Regions from separate parts of the Sus scrofa genome. Here region 1 is linked to region 2. The links are chromatin contacts, called in public HiChIP or PLAC-seq maps. All regions are on one chromosome and are shown on one strand. The core of a region is the stretch at or near the end of the contact, and the rest is flanking DNA. Distances in the headings are between cores, read along the strand shown. Region 1 has its middle 43 kb from the start of PTPN1. Region 2 overlaps LOC110257431 (a long non-coding RNA gene).

Region 1 (3,454 bases), core at 494-2,993, 170 kb before region 2:
AACGCTTTTTGAAAAATTATTAAGGAAACATAGTCATGTGAGAAATAATTGAAAAGGCGCCGCAAGATTTACAGTGGATATTCTCTCTCTAATCCTTAACCCCTGCCCCCCTGCTCCAAATCTCCAAGCTTCTCTCTCCAGAAGCCGTCCTGGTGGTCATTTCTCGGGGATCGTTACAGAGCGATCCACAGTGTAGATAAGCAAAGGCGTTCATGGATTCCTGTAGCTGTTTCTCTAAATAGACGCATACGACACACCCTGTTCTGCATTGGTTTTGTTTGGTTTTGTTTTGTTTTTTACTTAACAATGTACCTTGGAGATCTTTCCAGATCGGCACTAGGAGAGCATTCTTCACACATTCCATTGTCTGAATATAATAATTTATCTAACCAGCCCCTGGTGATAGTCATGTAGGTGATTCCAGTCTTTTGCTGCAGCAAACAATGCTGCAATTAGTATTCCCTTCACAGGAGTCTTTCCGTGTATGTGGATCTATTTCTGTGGGGATACATTCCTAGCAGCTGAACTGCCTGGTCACAGGGCAGGTGCGTTTTTAAATTTTAACACTTATTGTCCAAATGCTTTCTAAGGTCATACCTACCAATTGGCATTCAGACCATCAGCTTACGTGAGGGCTGGTTTCCCCACACTCTAGCCGACGCCTACTATGATTTGACTTCTCAATCTTTGCCCTGCTCACTGGGGAAAAAGGTGTTCACGGTGGTTGTATTCTGCAGTCCTTCCTTTTATATTAGGTTGGGGATTTAAAAATATATCTAAAGGCCATTTGTATTATTATTTCTTTTCTGGTAGCAAAGCATTCAGTCCTTTGCCTATCTTTCCATTGGATAATTGTTTCTTTTTTTCCATCTGCAAGAGCTCTTTATATAAGAAGAAATTTAGGTCTTTCTTTCTCATATATGCTACAAGTGTACCTATTTGAACATCCAGGTAAGCCAAACAAAAATGGGATCCTTCTGGGCACAAGGTTTTTGAAGCCTGAGGTTACTTGATGATATATGTGGATCCCATTCCATGTAAGTAAATATGTCTTTATAAAACAAAAATCACTCTGATGGAGTGCCCAGTGTGCCTCAGTGTAACAAACCTGACTAGTGTCCATGAGGACACTGGTTCGATCCCTCCTTGATCAGTGGGGTTAAGGATCTGGCATTGCTGTGAGCTGTAGTGTAGGCTGCAGACGTGGCTTGGATCCTGCGTTGCTGTGGCTGTGGCATAGGCTGGCAGCTACAGCTCCAATTCAACCCCTAGCCTGGGAACTTCCACATGCCACAGGTGCAGCCCTAAAAAGACAAAAAACAAAACCAAAACAAAACCAAAAAATCACTCTGAGTAGTTTGGAAGTTCATCAAATGTAAATGGTTATGGATTTGGATGTACACCAGTGTCAGAGAAGACGATTGTGAAGAGTCCCATGTGCGCTGTCTGTTTTTGTCTGTTACCTAATCTAGTCCTTCAACAACACTGAAGTGACATCATCCCCATTTTATAGGGGAGGAAACTGAGGTCCAGAAAGGTCATAGAATTTGGCTCAAGTCTTCCTGCTGCTCTGTTCAAGAGCTGGGATCCAAACGCCCAAGCCTTTGCTGCCATCTTTCATTACTTTAAATCTCTACCCTGACAACTAGTCTGGAGACTATGGCCCTGGGGTAAGTCCCCAATCTCTCCACCACTACCCAAGGCTGGGGAATTTCACGCAGTTTAGGGATGAGGCCACCAGGAGGCGCTGGGGACACATCCCTTGTTTAACTGGCTGCAGCCTGGAATGGGACGTTGTGACAGTCCAAGGTCTCTAGACATTGCCAAATCTAGACATTGCCAAATGGCCTTGGGTTTAGAACCCCTACTGTGGACCTACAGGGCCCAGGCAGTGACCGAAGTTAGTCCTGCTTAAGGTAAGAATGGCTCACACACACAGAGCCTCACATATAGGAACTTGTATTAACAAGTATTAATACCCTGGGGGTGGGGACCGACACCATCCCTGCCACAGAGATGAGAAAACTGAGGCCCAGAGAAGTTCAGTGACTTGCCCAAGGCCACACAGCCAGTAGGTGGCAGAGCTGGGGCTTGAACCCAAGTTGTCAGGCTCCAGCACCTGTGCCCTTAACCAATGTAATCTACTGTCCCTCAGAAAAGTATGCATTGCTTGGGTTTCAAATCCACAGAAATATTCTCTTGTTCCACAAAGAAATACCTTTTCTCCCAGTTTTCTTTTTATATATTTTCATTTTCCCACTTTTGATGGAAAGTCATGTACAAGAGATTTTTCGTTTTCATTATATTTGTACTGTGAGAAAAACGCCAGCCCCAGTGCCATGATAAACGGCAGCTGAGACTCAACCTCAACATGAGGGATGCACTGGGGAGTGGTGGGGACCGTGGTGTCCCAGACGGCTCAGCCTGGTTAGTCCTGGCACTTTGTTTCCTGTGGGCTGGCCCAATTTTGCAAGAGAAGGCAGAAATCTAGATTACTTATGTGAAATTTCCTAATTTTTACACAATGGCAATTAATTAAAAAGTTAAAAACCCTTGATGTCCAAATAAAACAAGTCTGAAGCCTGATTTGGCCTGAGAACTGCCAGTTTAAGACCTTCCTGAAGGGTGCATTCAAGGTCCAGGAACAAACACTTGAACTCCTAATGCCTCTGCTTTCCATGACCATTTATTTAGTTAATTCTTTTACATGTATAGTCATGCATTCATTCCATGTATGCATTCTACTCACTCACTCACTCATCCATCAATATCATCCATCCACCCACCCATCTATCCATCCATCCATCCTTTCATTCATGCATTTCACTTATCTATCCACTCATCCATTCATCCATCTACCTGTCCATCCTCCATTCATCTATCCATCCATCCATCCTTTCATTCATACATTTCACCCTCCTACATATCTATTCATTCATCCATCTATCTGTCCATCCATCCATCCATCTCTCCATCCATCCATCTCTCCATCCATCCATCCATCCATCCATCCATCAATTTATCCTTTCATCCATGCATTTCACCCACTTACCTTTCCATACGTTCATATATCTATCTGTCCATACATCTATCTGTCCATCCATCCATCCATCCTTTCATTCATGCATTTCACTTATCTATCCACCTATCCATTCATCCACTGACCTGTCCATCCAGCCAGCCAGCCAGCCATGCATTCATCCATCCATCTCTCCATCTATCCATCCATTTACCCTTTCATCCATTCATTTCACCCACTTAACTTTCAGTGAATCTGTCCATCCATCCATCCATCCATCCATCCATCCATCCATCCATCCCCAATTTGTTAATTAATTTAGTCATTCATTATTATTAGGTCCTCATGTGCTAGATCCTATGCCAAGCCCTGGGAATATGGTAAAGCCTGTGAACCCATCCCTTTCTCCAGAAACTCACCATTTGGTTTAGTAGA
Region 2 (3,481 bases), core at 9-2,508:
AGTGACCCAGAGCCCCGAGTGGATTGTGTAAAAAGGAAAAATGAAACCAAATGCAGAGCCCTGGGCCTCCCGCCAGCCCTGGCCACCTAGCCCTGTGTTCACTGCCATCATCCTGGTCCAAGCCACCATTATCGCTTGCCTGGACATCTGCAGTTGTTTCCAACCTGGTCTCCCTGCTTCACCCTTGTCCCCTACACAACCTTTCCGCATGGCAGCTGGAGAGATCAAAAATATTACCCCACCTAAGTCACTCCCTGCTTTAATCCTCCAGGGACGGAAGGATATGCCTGACCAGATGCCTGACCCTGACCTCCAAGATCTGGACTTCTGGCCCCTTCCCCTTTTAAGCCCATATCCTACTTCTCTCCCCATCACTCATGCACCCCAGGAATTCCAAGCTTCTTAAATAGGTCAACCTGATTCTCACCTCCAAGCCTTTGCCCTTGCTGTTCCCCCCCACCTACAGCCCTGTTTCCCTATAGTTTCCTTTGGTGGATGCATCTCATTAATTAGTCGTCAATAAATGCCAACCTCCTCCCAGAGCCTGCTGCCCACATGCGCCACCCCAGATGCCTGCCCCGTCACCCTCCACTGCACCCCTCTGGTTATGTTTTTGCAGCACCTATCCATGTCTGGAAGTATCTACTGATTTGTTTACTTGTCTGTCTGTCTCCATCACCAGCATGCCAGCTTCATGAGGGCAAGCACTGTGCCCAACCTGGTCACCTGCTGTGTGCCCAGCACCTTCCACACAGCAGGTGCGCAATATATGTTTGTTGAAATAGACTGAAATGGCATAAACCACCAAGGGGAATTCTCACTGGGATCTTCCAAGTCCCCATTTGCTGCCCCTCTCTGAGAATGACAGGTTGGTCCCCCTCTAGTGCCATCCCCCAAACAGTATAGAGTTCTGGGGAAAATTCTGATTTCAGTGGGAATACGATTGATTATTGATGTCTGCCACAGACCAGGCAGGGCATTGGCAGGCATTTGCATCTGGTCTGTTCATTGCTATCTCCGCAATACCCAGAACAACGCCTGGAACATAGTGTTCAACATATATCTGTTGAAAGTCAAATACATGGGTTCTTTGTCTAACTGGCTATGTTTTTCCAGAAGAAAAAACACCTTTAGCTGATTTAATAACCATTGGGGCAGCCATTCACGAGTCCCCAGTGTGTGCTAAACCTGAGAATAGCCTGGGGAGAGGTTCTGATCGTCTATTTACAGAGGAGGAAGCCAGGGTGACAAGATTTGACTGAGGTCACCCAGCTAGGTTAAGCTGACCCTGAAGTTCTCCAAGAAGCCAGACTCGTAGTCTGGGGGAAGAGAGGGAGGACTCCCCCCGAGCTTCTGCCCCCCCCCCCCCGGCATCCCTAGCCCCCTCCCTAGGGTACAGGGGACGAAGAGAGGCAGCCTCTGCTTCCCTTTTGGGATATGTCACAGGGCTGTGGTTAAACGGAAGCAGGGCCCCTGCCCATCCCAGGCGTGGACCTCCGAGGGCCCCACCCTCCCCATTCCCAGCCCAGACTCTTCCCAGCTGACCATGGGGTGTCTGTTCCCTGTTCCTCTTTTCTCTGGGCAGGAGGAAGTGGGTGGGGCCATGAGAAGATCCAGAGACTCAGTTTCTTCATCTGCTAAGTAGGCTCAACCCCTGGCACCTTCAGAAGTTGCTCTGTGGTAGAGACTCGAGGAGGGAGTTCACAAAAGAGGCCAAGCCAGGCGGGAGTCAGGCGGGAAGGCAGAGGTAGGCACTGTCTCCCTGCTCAGGCTCCCAAGGCTCCCCATGCCCCCAGTGTAAGACCAGGCTACTCTCCCCATGGAGCCTGTGCAGCTCAGCTCTAAGCCTTCCTCACTCCCCACGCCCAACTCACCTCACAGCTCCAACTACATGGTCTTTTAGATTCACTTTACTCACTCTGCTCTGTCCCACCACAGGGCCTTTGCACATGCTGTGCCCATTTGCTGACACATTTGTTCCTCCCTTTCTCATCTACTGAGCCTCAGCTCACTCTCCAGTTCTCAGTTCTCAGATTGGTTCTCTTCCAAACTCCTGACCTACCCAATCATGTCAACCCCCCTGCCCCATTGCAGGCCCTCAAATTACCTCATACTTGTCAGTCCCAAAGGGACATTTCTGAGGGAGATTTCATTAATGCCCATCTCCTACATTGGGCTATGAGCTCCCTGTGGGAAGGGATCACTATCTCCCCAGTGCCTGGCACAGAGTAGGTGCTTCATTAATGTTTGTTGAGTGAATGAATGATAAATGCAGAATGAATGGAGCTACAGGCAAGTCACACCCTCCAAACACCCTCTCCCAAATCTTGCTCTGATCTTGGGCCCAGCCCCACCTCTGCCCTGCCCATACCCCCTCCTCCAGGATGGCTGCTTCAACCACCTCCCACCTAGTCCCCAAAGCTTTGTCCCCCTCATCTCTCAGAGCCCTGCTTTCCTGGATGGAAACCAAAGGGATGGACCTCAGTCACGGGCTTTCATACTGGCCTCCCTTGAGTCTGGTATTCTAGGGATGGGCCTTGGGATTACCTTGGAAAAGAGGTCAAGGCAGGAGACCTCCCATCTCCAACATCAACCAGAATAGACCTCCTCTACTTAAGTTATATTTAGGGCAGTCACGACTTGGGCACTTCACAGGAATTCAACTACACATGCTCAGCAAAAAATAAAAAGCCTCCGAGAGAAGAACTGATGGCCTGGTGGATATGCTGGGAGGGGGAGATGTGGGTTAGTAGTTCCCCTGGTGACTGAGTCTGCTCAGACACAGCCCTGCTCCCACTGCAGCCCCCAAACACAAGCCAGGCCTTCCCTGGACAGGACCCAACGCTGGGAGGATGGTGGGCTGATTTATGGAGACTGTACATCCGCCTCAGTTAGGGAGGGTTATGTCCTTCCTGTGGAATCCCCAAGGGGAACTTGGCCATGGGCAATTTCCACCTTAAAAACCAGATTTAGAGCTTGCCCTGGGGTGATGTGAGCCACAACCATGGGATCTTCTTTTGAACAATGGGTACCACAGCTCAGAAAAAAGAAAAAAAAAAAAAATGAAAACCATTGGACAAGATGTTCCCAAAGGGAGCACTGAGGGTGAACCGAAAATTCCTAAATTCCGTTCCTGCCAACTGTCACTTCCCAGACTCTTGAAAGCCCCATAATATTTTGATGAAGGTCTGGGCTCTGCTGCCCTTTGCTTCGAGCAAAATAGAAGCTGAGAGATCCCTTCCCCACCTCCTGGGACCCTGCCTCAGCCCCCACAGATCCAGGCAGCGCCCCTGGGTTGTGAGGGGCCCCTCAGCTCTCAGCCAGGGGTTACCTCAGCACCTAGATAGTGTCACCACGGGCTGCATCCCTGGAAGAAGCTGCCAAAACTGTTACCAAACATAGTGTTTTGTGCACTTACTCTGTGCCACGCTCCATGTGAATAAGACAATTCCCATTTCAGGGTGGGGTCAGGGTGAGCACA

The links. HiChIP or PLAC-seq counts read pairs in DNA pulled down with a chosen protein or histone mark.
Region 1: an H3K27ac HiChIP or PLAC-seq map of alveolar macrophages shows a contact between it and region 2. The contact joins two enhancer-like sites. A contact is called at or near these places in 8 of 47 Hi-C or Micro-C datasets (alveolar macrophages, blood, heart right ventricle and 3 more) and 2 of 2 datasets of contacts at active chromatin or transcription factors (alveolar macrophages and skeletal muscle).

What each region holds. Positions count from the first base shown.
Region 1 is chr17:51,972,425-51,975,878 of Sscrofa11.1, reverse strand. No RefSeq gene overlaps it. Among named protein-coding and RNA genes, the nearest start is that of PTPN1, 43 kb to the left of the region's middle. Within about 2 kb of position 1,743, at least 14 of the 83 cell types and tissues checked have an H3K27ac peak or open chromatin away from gene starts, as enhancers often do. A contact at or near this core is called in alveolar macrophages, where this site is marked.
Region 2 is chr17:51,799,223-51,802,703 of Sscrofa11.1, reverse strand. The region is part of intron 1 of LOC110257431 (a long non-coding RNA gene); the gene reads right to left. LOC110257356 (a long non-coding RNA gene) reads left to right here. Exons shown (of 3, transcript XR_002339850.1): 3 at 272-1,095. Among named protein-coding and RNA genes, the nearest start is that of CEBPB, 78 kb to the right of the region's middle. Within about 2 kb of position 1,258, at least 5 of the 83 cell types and tissues checked have an H3K27ac peak or open chromatin away from gene starts, as enhancers often do. A contact at or near this core is called in alveolar macrophages, where this site is marked.